Regions from separate parts of the Mus musculus genome. Here region 2 is linked to region 1. A link is a contact called in public HiChIP or PLAC-seq data. All regions are on one chromosome and are shown on one strand. Each heading gives the region's core, a stretch centred on a gene start, on an enhancer-like site or on the middle of the called end of the contact. The rest is flanking DNA. Distances are from core to core; before and after follow the strand shown.

Region 1 (5,843 bases), core at 1,983-4,482:
GTCCCTGTACTAGTCTACCCTCAGCTTATCTCCTCTGCCCCTGCCCATGGCAGGGCTCACCTCTTATCACTCATTTCCAGTCCTAGACCCCACTTTTGTGTCATTTCAGACACAAAACCAAAATCCCTCGCGGGGTGTGAAGTGTTGGAGATTGATCAAGACTTTGAAGGATGAGTAAGTGATTGGGAGAGTGAATGAACTCTAACTCTGTGTCTCTCATTGCCAGAGCATAAGCTAATCTGTGAAACAACTTTTAAGACACTTTCGTCAGAGGATGCACAAGGAATACAAGGTGGTTGTCATCGTCATCGATTCTGTCTCTATCTCTGTCTGTATCTCTGTCTCTGTCTCTTTCTGTCTCTGTCTATATCTCTTTCTGTCTCTGTCTGTATCTCTTTCTGTCTCTGTCTCTTTTTCTGTCTCTATATGTCTCTGTCTGTCCCTTTTTGTCTCTCTATCTCTCCCCCCTCCACCCCCACAGCCCCTTTTTGGAGTCAGGGTTTCTCTGTGTAACCCTAGCTGTCCTGGAACTCACTCTGTAGACCAGGCTGGCGTCAGACTCAGAGATTCCTTGTCCCTGCCTCTCAAGGGATTAAAGGCATGTGCCACCACTGCCCAGCCATCACTGATTCTCTTAATTAAGCTAGGGTTACAGTGCCAAGTAATTTCCACATGTAGTGGCTCACCATCGTTATGTACCACAACAGCCTAAAGTTCAGTCACTTAGAACCAGAGTGCCAGCTCACAGTTCTGCTGATGGCAGTGTAGGCCAGACTCCATAGACAAGGCGAGAAAGAGATCCCACATCTTAATGAGGAGGTATCACTAAGGAGCATGGAAGGGGAGAGGCGGGAAATTGAAGTGATGTCATCCTCAACGAGACAAGAGTCAGGTCTAGTTTGACAAATGGGGAGGCTGAGCTATAAAGAAAAAGAGACTTACTCAAGAAGCTGATAAATATTAGAACTGAAATTTAAACCTCAGAGTTTATTTACATTCTCTGTAGCCCCTCAGGCTGACAAACTCGTAATCTTCCTGACTCAGCTTGAGCATTGGAATCAGAGGTGAGTGCTGCCATGCCTGCCTCAAACCTGAGGTCATGACTCTCCAGTAAGCTCGTGTGCTGGAGCCTCAGGACACACTGTCCACACATAGACTAGTCTAAGCTAAGGGAGCAAGTTTCTCAAGACTCTGGCTCTCTTCATCATCATGGCTATTGTGTATCTGTGATATACAGGGACTCTCTATGAATGTTTGTTTCTTTCTTCCAGAAACCCTAGAAGGTGCTGTTGTCCTTAGCACTCGGCACCTGTCGGAGGTTGATCTCAGCATCTCTCCACTACAACAGGTAGCAAATCTGTTGCTGCGCAAGCCCCTTGTATAAAGTATAAAATTCAGGGTGTTAGGGTGCAGTCCACGCATGTCCTCCCATAGAGTCAGTGTCCCCGGTAATGGCACTTCCATTAACACCCTCCACATATGACTGTTGTCCCATGAGGTCATGTCACCTAGTGAGCTGGCCATCTGCATGAGGACAAACCACGATGATCACACAACAGAACTCTGCCAGCACATCCCAAATGTGTCACTGATATTAGAGTGGCTGTGCTTTGAGCCATTAAGACAGTGTGAGTGCTATTATAGTGCTGTGACCATATACCCAACCCCAGGGGACAATGTGGGGATGGGGGAAGGCTATACTTGTTTAGTACTAAACAACATTTTTTTTTCTAGGTGTAACCCAGCTCAGTCTCAAACCAATAATATAGCCCAGGCTGGCCTCAAGACTGCATAGCCATCCTCCTGTCTTAGCCTCAGGAATGTTGGGATTGCAGGTGAGAACCAGGTCTGCCCAGCCAGGTGCACTTCTCTCTGGCACATGTTTGATTTCCATTTGGTTGACTCTGTAGGCGTAAAGAGGGAAGGCTAGGTGTATAGATGAACAGTTTCCCCCATAGCGTGAGTGAGGATGTGAAATCTCTTGAGGGACCTGGGGGTGAATTTTGGTGGTCAACTGCTTGCCTGGCACACACAAGGCCTCGGACTTAATCCCTAGCACTATGAGAACATCAAAAGAAAAAAATCCATGATGGTGGGCACTGTTGTTCTCATTTTGGTTTCCCCCTTAGTTAGGATAATGTCTGATGTACTGTTCACATTCTCTTTCCAAATATCTCTCAAGTAACTGAGCAGACAGAGGCCAAAGTCACGCAAAGTGGAACTAGACCCAGGTGCCTGCTCCTTCCCCATAGTGGGACAACCTCATTATGGAGTCTGATAAAAAAATAAATGAATGATTGGTGGCACGCATCTTTCCTGAGGTGCCACCACCCAACCTACTATGAGTTCCTTGTGATCACCTAGCACAGTGGAAAGAACCCTGGGCAGCAGCCAAGGGCCCAGGTATGCTGTCTTTGGTTGATGTATAATCCTGGCCAAGTCAGCCAAGGGAGGCCCTGCTTTCTTCATCTGAAATGCTTGGCGGTGAATCCCCAGCCATGTCCCTAGCCTGTATCAGGGTAAGATTCACTAGAAACTTGGGACATGTTTCTCTGCTAAACTCATTGGCTCCACTGGCTGTGCCATGGTCTGGGCTCTGTGTCCGGAGAACCCTGAACCTTCCATATGTATTTTCCACACCTATCCTTGCAAGGGCACATAGGTGTCTAAGCTTTGTCTGAGAGTCTTTTGGCCTGACAACCTAGCTCAGGATAAGAAGAGATTGAGAACATTGTCAAACTACAGCCATTCAAAGAAATAAAGCAAACCCAGGATGGCTTGTAGAGCACTGGTGGGTTGTAAGATGGATTGGCTACTTTGGAAAGCATGGCAGTTTCTTAAGAGATTAAATGTCCCCCTCATGTGGTCTGACTTTTCTGCTTCTTTAGTGTTTATCAAGAGAAAAAAGTCTAACGGTGAGTGGTGGTACATGCCCGCCACCATCCCAGTACATCAGATGTTGGAGGCAGAAATTGGAGGTTCAATATTATTCTTAGCTAGGTGACAAATACAAGGCCAGCCTGGGCTACATAAGACCCTGTCACAGGGAGAAAAAAAAAAGAGCTGACATAAAGACTTCAACACATTAGGTTTATAGTGACTTTATCTTCAAAAGCACAGAACCCCAAAGAACTCAAGTGTCTCTCAGCTGGTGAAAGCAAGACAGATGGCGGCGTGCACAGTGCAGATGCCACGGATCACGTCAGCAAGAGAAATGAATGAGCTCAATGCACACAGCATGAGTAAACCCCACAGTGGTTAGACACTTGCCTAATATGACATTTTGGTCAATGACTAACCATGTATATGACAATGGTTCCATTCAAATCCTGTATGCTGTGTGGAAAATGCCAGAAGAAGAAACTGCATACTATTTGATTCTATTTACATGAAATGCTAAACCATGCAAACTAATGAAGGATGGTGCTTGGGGGAGCTGGGGATGGAGTGGGTAGGGACAGACCACAATAGAGCATGAGGAGTTTGCTAGGGGTGATGGGCACATCTGTCAACATGAGTGGCAGGATCTTAATAAAACATGTCTCCAAGGGGAGATGCTTGGGCTGGTGACCGAGCCCAAGTGAATCTGTAGGGAAATGCAGGCTCAGCACTGTTTAAAACACCTCAGCACAGAGAAGAAGAGAAGCTTCCAGATTCCTTACATGAAGCCAGCATAACTCGGGCACCAAAAAGCCTGGCAGGACTGTTGCATTTGTGAGCAAGAGGCTTTGTGTGCACCACACTCAGGGTTGTTACTAAGTCCGCAGCCTGTAGCTGACCTGCAGCTGTCTCCCCCTCATACATTACAATGGATGTTCCTGAAGAGCTCTGTGGCTGTGATTAAAGAGAGACTGACATCACTGAGTTCAAGGCCAGCCTGGGCTTCATAGCAAGACCCTGCCTTAAAAATTTAATAAATAACAAAGGTTCATTGGTAGAGCAGTTGCCTAACCTACTTGACACACTGGGTTAGATTCCTAAGCCCACTGGGGGAGGGGGATGCAGGGAGTGAGCCAGAGAGATGGCCCAGCAGTTAAAATATTTGGCTCAGCAGTTAAAATATTTGCTATGTATGCAAGAGGACCCATGTAAATACCAGACGGCCCTCCACAAATTCTAACACTGGAGATGGGCTCCCTGGAGCAAGCTGCTAGTGAGACTAGCCATATCAGCAAGCTCTAGTTTAATTGAAAGGTTCTACCTCAAAGAGTAAGGTAAAGAGTGGTTGAGGAAGATGTACAACATCAACTTTGGACCTCCACATGCATGTGCATATACATGCTCCCACACACATGTGAACACACACACTACATACCACATATACATATGAGATGAAGAAAAAGGGAGGGAAAGGTAGTTCCTTTCTTTTTAAAAATTACTGTATTATTGTTTAAGACAGGCTCTTACTGTGTAACCCTGACTGGCCTGAAATTCTCTATGTAGCCCAGGCTCAGATTAAAGGTATGCACCACCATGCCACTCCTGCCCGTCCCCCTTTTAAATTTACATATTCTTTCTATTATACAAGGGACCTTTTGTGTATTGTAGAATGACCATCTTGTCTAAGTAAATATTCCTATTGCTTTTCATGATCTATATCTAAACCTCTCTCGTTCTACAAAATAAAAGAATTAAGGGAGATGTCCTCCCACCCCCAAATCTATCTACTGTAAGAAATTTCAGACCACTCAGGTTAAATGAAGCAGCTATAAAAAACAGTTTTGGATCCTGGCTAGTTTCTTAGGAATTTAGTTACAATTTGGCTTTCAAAATTCTGCACTCACATCCTCAGACGTACCTTTCCATTTTTGTAGCCCTATAAGAAACCAGTGAGAGATGAGAACTGCTCGTAACTGTAAAGAACAAACAGGCTGGAGAGCCCCGGCACACCTGGGTTAACACAGATGAAGCAGGGTGAGGGGGTGTGTGCCTGGTGTTCCAACATTGCAAGGTGGAGGCAGACAGATCAGTTTAAGGGTGTTCTTGACTATATAGTAACTTTGAGCCAGCCTAGGCTACATGAGACTCTGTTTTAAAAAAAAAAAAGGCAAGAGAGGCTACACAGACACCCACAGACACATTTTAAGTTGTCTTGGGTGCCACACAGGCTCTGAATCTGGATGGAAGACTGTAGGGCATAGGAGGGAATTGACAGTCTAGTTGGTAGCAAACACTTAGAACAGACATAAATGGAGAGGTTCACAAGATGGCATCCTGCTCAACATCCTAACATCAGGACATGCTGAAGGCAAAAATGAGTACCCGTGTGTAACCAGCAATGCCCTAGGAGCAGGGGTCAAAATGTCTACAAGGAAGCCGGGTGGTGGTGGTGGTGCACGCCTTTAATCCCAGCACTCAGGAAGCAAAGGAAGGTAGATCTCTGAGTTCAAAGCCAGCCTGGTCTATAGAGTGAGTTCCAGGACAGCCAGGGCTACACAGAGAAACTCTGTCTCAAAAAACAAAAAACAAAAGTGAAAAAAAAAAAAGTCTGCAAGGACAAGGTACATCTCAGAAGGGCCAGCATACCTCAATACATCTCAGTGTACAGGAGCTGCCTACTCTAGTAACAAGGGAACCCTTCCAGTGACCACAATCCCCACCAGGATCTCCTGCCTCTGACCTAACTCTGACCTTAGTGAGCATTGCATGTCTGGTACCCTGGCTAAGCACATTTGAGAGCATGATCAGTTAGCCTCCATCATTTTCAGGGAGCATCTGCTTACTATATAGTAAGTTTGAGCCAGCCTAGGCTACATGAGACTCACTCTGTCCTTTCCCCATCAGTGGGTGTGAATGTGGTGACTTACTGTATACTGGACAATCAGAACTGCAGCGCACCTTAT
Region 2 (5,843 bases), core at 2,492-4,991, 170 kb before region 1:
TTTCCTTGATCTTTATCCTGCTGTTCACAGTGATATCAGTGCCCTCACTGTGTAGCTAGAATGGTGTGTGAGCCTCACACAAGAAACAGAAGCCTGCAGAGCCTGACTGCCATTATCTCATTCATTCCAAGGGGTACGGCTCACTACCCCATTTCACAGATGGGAAAACCAAGGCTTGGAGGGTCCACTTGCCCACATCTCAAGGTCACCAAAACTCCAGGGGCCTGCCTGATTCCAAAGCCACAGCTCTCTCAACTGTGTTGCAATATGGTCTGATCTTAAAAAAAAATAGCACCTACTTTTAAAGGGCCTCCAGGAGCTAGAAGGCTAGCTCAAAGGTTAAGAACACTGTATGCTCTTCCAGAGGATCTGGGTTTTATTCCTAGCACCCACATGGTAGTTCATAAGCATGTGTAACTCCAGTTCCAAGAGACATAGCGCCCTCTTCTGGTTTCTAGGGACATCAGGCAAACAAGTGGTAACACACACACACACACTCCCTCTCCCTGTCTCTCTCTCCCCCACCCCCTTCACACACACACACACACACACACACACACACACACACACACACACACACAAAACATCTATAGACATAAAAACAGTTTTAAATAGTACAGGGGCCTCCAGTCTCCACTACAAGCTAGGATCATCTGGTGCCTCGGGGCAGCATCATGGGGTACCTTCACAAAGCAGGCTAACGGTCAATCACGTCCAGTTGGGCCCCTGCCAAGCTGAGACCTGGCAGCACGCACCACAGAACAAAAAGCCCTTCCCATTTAACGTTCAGCACTTGGGTGCCAGCCACAGAAGCTCAAAGCGCGGGGAGAAACAGCCCACGTGCTCTCTGTGAATGGGCCACATCAGGGGAGAAAAATGTAGCCCTATTCCACACCCTCACACACAGCCCTCTCCCTGGCCTGCCCTCCACTGCTGATGATGCTCCGGGTGACTTGCTGAAGCCTGCTCTCTTCCCACCGGCTCCGACCACTCCATGGACAACATGCTGACAGCCATTTATTCAGTTGATGTTTGGCCATGAAACCATGTCTCTGTTCTTTGGGGCAATCCTTCAAGAAGCTCAAAACTCTAAAGCCAGATCTTCCTGGTCCTGACAGCCCCATCCAGAACACAACCACCTTGCTATCCATTCTCCCACCCTGCTAGGCAAGCCAGCTGCCCAACAGTGCTCACCCTGCAAGGCACCATCATGCAGACTAGCTCTGGGCAGCTAAGATGAGCATGTAAGTCCTCTGTTCCTCTGCTGCTGGGGACAGTCCCTATAGGACTCATGATGACACCCATGATGACATCGAGTGACATTTGAAGGTACATTTCCCTGACTCGATAACTCCATTTCCAAGACCATCTTCTATTATTCTTCCAGCATGGGGGCTCATAGACAGAGTATGCACCAAAGTGCCCCTCTGCAGGGTACAGAAAGCTTTGGGGCAGGCACACTGGAATGCCACATGGCCAACAGACCAGTGTCAAGTTCTTGATGTGCTGATAAAGCAATATAACACCCTGGGGGACAGAGGGAGCCAGCAGAGTAGGGTACATCTGCACAGGATGGCCATTGTGATAGAAATTGAACATATACCAGCAAGTAAGCATCACCCAGGGAGAGGGACTCAGCAATAAAGGCAGCTCTCTTGCTGTTTATTTGTGATATAGCTTTACGGACATATTTAAACATATTTAAACAGTTTGATGGTGGTGGTGGTGGTGGTTTTTTTGTTTGTTTTGAGACAGGGTCTCATGTAGCTCAGGATGGCCTTAAATGGTTGATCCTCTTGCCTCTTCCTAAATTTATGCAATACTGAAATAATACAGGTCTGTCCTCAGGTTTTACATAGCACACCAGGGTCACAAACTGTCCTGTCGGGCTCTGGCAAAGCCCTAGGCAGAGCTGAGCTGAGTAGCCAGCCACCTGAATGCCAGCAGGGACCCTCCCCTAGTGCTCTCTCTGTTGCTTCCCAACAAGGGGGACTCATGGATTCCCCTGGGCCTTCTCGCAGCTTTGAGCACAGGGCTCAGTAAACTGTGTGGTGCTGTGCATGAGGGATCGCTGCCACAGGGCACTCTCAGGTGCCTCCTACATTCTCCCACAATGCCCTGCTCAGGCCCTACCACATCCCCAACCCACTACAGTAACTCCTTCCCAGCCTCCCTGCTATATCGTCCTCCACGCTTGTCAGAGGGACCCCACAGAATCTGCAGTGCCAGCTCACATGCCCCTTGGCTCCACCTCTTCCCACCTCCATCCTAACCAGTCCCTGTTACCTTCCACTCAAAGCTATATGCTTGAAAGAATGTGGAAAGTACTTAACAAGAAGACTCGGACAGCAAACACAGGAAGCCAGACAACGTGGGTGTACAGCTGTCTGCCTCTCTCCCTCATCTGCCCCCTGACGTCTTCCTCAGGGGGTTGTGTGTGGTCCCTGAACTGTGGAACTAGTGGCTTCCTCAGCTGCACAATTCCACCATTCACAGACAGCCTCTTTCCAGGGCTCTCACTGAGGCACCGCTCCCCAGGACACCCTCCATCAAGAGCACCCCAGCAGTCCCCTTCCCTAGCACTAGTTCTGCAGTGAGAGCTTTTCCATTAGGATTGTACTTTCTGAATGGTTAACATGTCTGTCTACTACCAAGCTAGCTCTGTGTACACAGGACCTGCATCTGTCCCAACCACAGCACCTGGCACATGAAGGAGCTCACCTGACATTAGGTGAGGGAATTCATTAGAGCCATTTGGTAGCTGGGGAAAACTGAGGCTCAGCCTCTCATTGACCCTAGGCAGTCAGTCATCAAGCCTGGAGCTGGCTCCTTTCTTTCTGATGTCCCCAGTGTGCCTCAAGCCAGGACTTGCAGGCTTGGGCTCCTCACTATCTTCCAGAGGTAAGCTGCAGATCTTTTCCAAGAAAAAAAGGGCTACATCTTGCCAGGACGGGAACTAAAAAGGAGTGGCTGGGCTGGACATGTGTTTGCAGCCGGCTGCCCTGCTGCCGTCCAGTCAGCACTTGGAGATGTAAATTCGCCCTCGGAGTGGGCCAAATCGTTTCCTTTTGACAGCAGGCCAGCCGTTTATTGGCTGCAGCAGTCCCCTGGAGACTGGCAGAGGGAACAATTATAAAAGGGCCGTCCGTCCGCCTGAGCATGGGGCCCCCACACGGCCCTTCCCGCACCACCTCCTCCTTCCGACAGCTATGGAGGAAGATTGGCTGAGCAGGGTTTGTTTGCAAATATGACTCATTTCTTTGATTCTAATAGAATCTAATGATCCATGCTGGGCTCCCAGGGGGCTCTGCAGGAGCCTCTGAGGAAGGCCTGGCTCCAGCCTGCTGAAGGGCTTTTGGCCAGACCTGGCCCCGCCTGTCCTCTAAGGCCTGTGAGGGAAGCAGGAGTTTTAGAGACAGAGGTGACCTCAGAGGGTGAGGACCAGTGTGGGATGGGGCCACAGGGGCAGAAGCTCTGTGACCCCACCATGTAGCCACTAAACGTACCCTAATGTCAGCATAAAATGTCAGTCTCTGGAGCCTCCTGACTTCTCGTGGGAATCTGAGCTGAGGCTGTTCCTGGCTTTACAGGCAGGTAAGTATGGCAGGGTCAGTCTATGATACAGACCCCTGATACAGGAGTCCATGCCTGACCAGAGACTGAGGAAACACAGACGTGCATGCACATAGGCAGCAGTGCACCATGTGACCTGTGACCATGGACTCAGCTCCAGGGCCTGCCCTGTATCACGGTGTGGGATGAGGGGTGGAACACAGACCAAAGGTTCACTAAGAGTGGACCTGTGTCCATGCTGGCTCCCCAGAACCCTAAAACCAAAACTCATCCAGGTTCCTGAATGCCAGAGAGCAGATGTGAGTGTTGGGGCTGAGCTAACTCTGGCTCACAGAGCAGGAGGAGACTGAGGCTTGGCATTCCAACTGCCCTGACATCAGAGGGCTGGGACGTGTGGGAGCCACACTTAAGCCACACTGGGGAGGGGAGTTCCCCTCTGAGGTCTTCCTGCCTCCTTGGTAACCAGCAGATGGGAGGGGCGGCAGGGTGGCTGACAGTCATCCAGTGATTAGAAACTGGGGGAGGGGGCACTCTGCTCCCACCAAGCCTGTTACCCCTCTTTGGCTGCCAGACCTTAAGATCTGCAAAAGACACAAGGGAAAGCTGCCGGAACCTGGGCCAGGCTCAGTGAGCAGCACTGCCCTCACCTACTCCTCCCTGGCAGGGCAAGATCACAACGTGGGGAAGACAGGTGAGGCTCTTTAGCAGGGATGCGAGAGAGTTTCAAGGACAAGGCAGAGAGCAAGCAAGAAGCCAACGAGTGTCCTTTACCTGCAATATAGGGTTCATCAAGGGGTGCGGTGTGCACAGGGAGAGTGGCTGGATCCTGCCATGCATGATGGAGGGCCAGTGAACTGCATATGAAATGTGAGAGTTTCCCACAATGCCTTGCTCTTTCACCTACTTAAGAAATCTCAGATGCTAGCTAGAGGGCTGACTGGGAAAAAGCACTTGCCTTTAAATCTAACAACCCGAGTTCAGTCCCTGAGACTCGTGTAAAAAGTGTGAGAAGAGAACTGAGTCGATAGTCCTTGTCCTTTGACCGGCACGCATGTCCTGATGTGCTTACCCCAGCCCTCCTAAAATAAATCAAATGAAGAAGAGGAGAAGGAAAAGAAAAGGAAGCAGGAGCCTCTGCATCAAAATAGTTCATTGCTCTCACCCTTTTGCCTTCTTTTCCACTGTTTCAAACCCAACACAAGGGTAGGTTCTTGGGAGCAGGAAGCCCCACAGATTTGCTGATGCTTCTGCCCACTGACCGCGTCTGCACACAGGATCAGCAAGAAGCTGGCCAGGTCTTCACCTCAGCTTGCTCAGTAGCTCTGCTCGCTGGATCCCAGGCTCATGCTAAGGAATGCTTAGAGGTTCTTCTAGAATTCAAAGTCAGGTCCAGAGCCTGTGCAGGCCCAGTGTGGGCAGAAGTCAGCCCTCATGAAAGCAAAGCATACCCACGGGCACCACAGAGGAGCCTGCACAAGAGCCTGGAGAACCAGGGGTTTTCCTGAAATGGTTTTGTCTCTGTTTTCCTGATGAGGAACGAAAGCCATGGGGCTTCTACAACACAGGGGTGCTAGAGTGGACTCGGGCTGGGGATGTCTGAGCAGAGCGCTGAGCTTAAGTCTTCCAAGACCTTCATGTCATAATAGCAGGTACCAGGCAAAGGTGAAAAGAATGTGACTCCCTTGTCACCAGAGCCTGTGGGGATTTGAGGGGTTACATACAGATTCTAAATGCCCCAGAAAGGATGTTTAATCACAATGATGACATGACATGCACAATACCCTGAGGTGAAGGAGCAGCTTTTCAGGGTGGCCATGTAGGGCTGCAGGATGATCCCTAGGACATACTGTGACCATCCCAAGTAAAGGACACTGAGGCCCAGAGAAGAGACCACATCTGCCCAAGACAGAAGTGATAGAACACAAGTTCAAAGTCAGAAGGTAATGAGGTTCAGCAGACACCTCAGAAGCTGGCCAGGTGCCAGAGGCCTGGGAGGGGCAGCCCCGGTGTCCAAGCCATGCCAAGAACAGTACAGAAAGGCCAAGGCTTGTGGCCTTGGGCCCCTTCAAGGGAAAAGAATGAAATGCCAACATTCCTTTGTTCAAAAACTCAACTATCTGAAGGGTGGGGAACAGGGTTGGGGACCATGCTTTTAACACTCCCTTTGTTTGCTAGTGGAAAATATATACACCAGGAGACCCAAAGTCCCCAAAGCCCAGGGCCCTGCCTGGGAATGTAGTACAAAAGGCCCAGGCATGGCAGAGGCCACC

What was found. HiChIP or PLAC-seq counts read pairs in DNA pulled down with a chosen protein or histone mark.
Region 2: an HNF4G HiChIP or PLAC-seq map of pancreatic cancer cells shows a contact between it and region 1. The contact joins two enhancer-like sites. A contact is called at or near these places in 2 of 15 datasets of contacts at CTCF or cohesin (the NIH/3T3 cell line and large pre-B cells), 8 of 484 Hi-C or Micro-C datasets (2-cell embryo, the CH12 cell line, the G1E-ER4 cell line and 5 more), 6 of 115 datasets of contacts at active chromatin or transcription factors (T-cell acute lymphoblastic leukemia, cardiomyocytes, embryonic basal ganglia and 3 more) and 3 of 9 other capture datasets (adipose tissue, liver and pancreatic islet).

Annotation. Positions count from the first base shown.
Region 1 is chr6:91,556,945-91,562,787 of GRCm38.p6, reverse strand. No RefSeq gene overlaps it. Among named protein-coding and RNA genes, the nearest start is that of Lsm3, 44 kb to the right of the region's middle. Within about 2 kb of position 3,232, at least 27 of the 459 cell types and tissues checked have an H3K27ac peak or open chromatin away from gene starts, as enhancers often do. A contact at or near this core is called in pancreatic cancer cells, where this site is marked.
Region 2 is chr6:91,727,284-91,733,126 of GRCm38.p6, reverse strand. All of the region lies in intron 5 of Slc6a6 (solute carrier family 6 (neurotransmitter transporter, taurine), member 6), which reads right to left. Among named protein-coding and RNA genes, the nearest start is that of Gm44981, 8.3 kb to the right of the region's middle. Within about 2 kb of position 3,741, at least 157 of the 459 cell types and tissues checked have an H3K27ac peak or open chromatin away from gene starts, as enhancers often do. A contact at or near this core is called in pancreatic cancer cells, where this site is marked.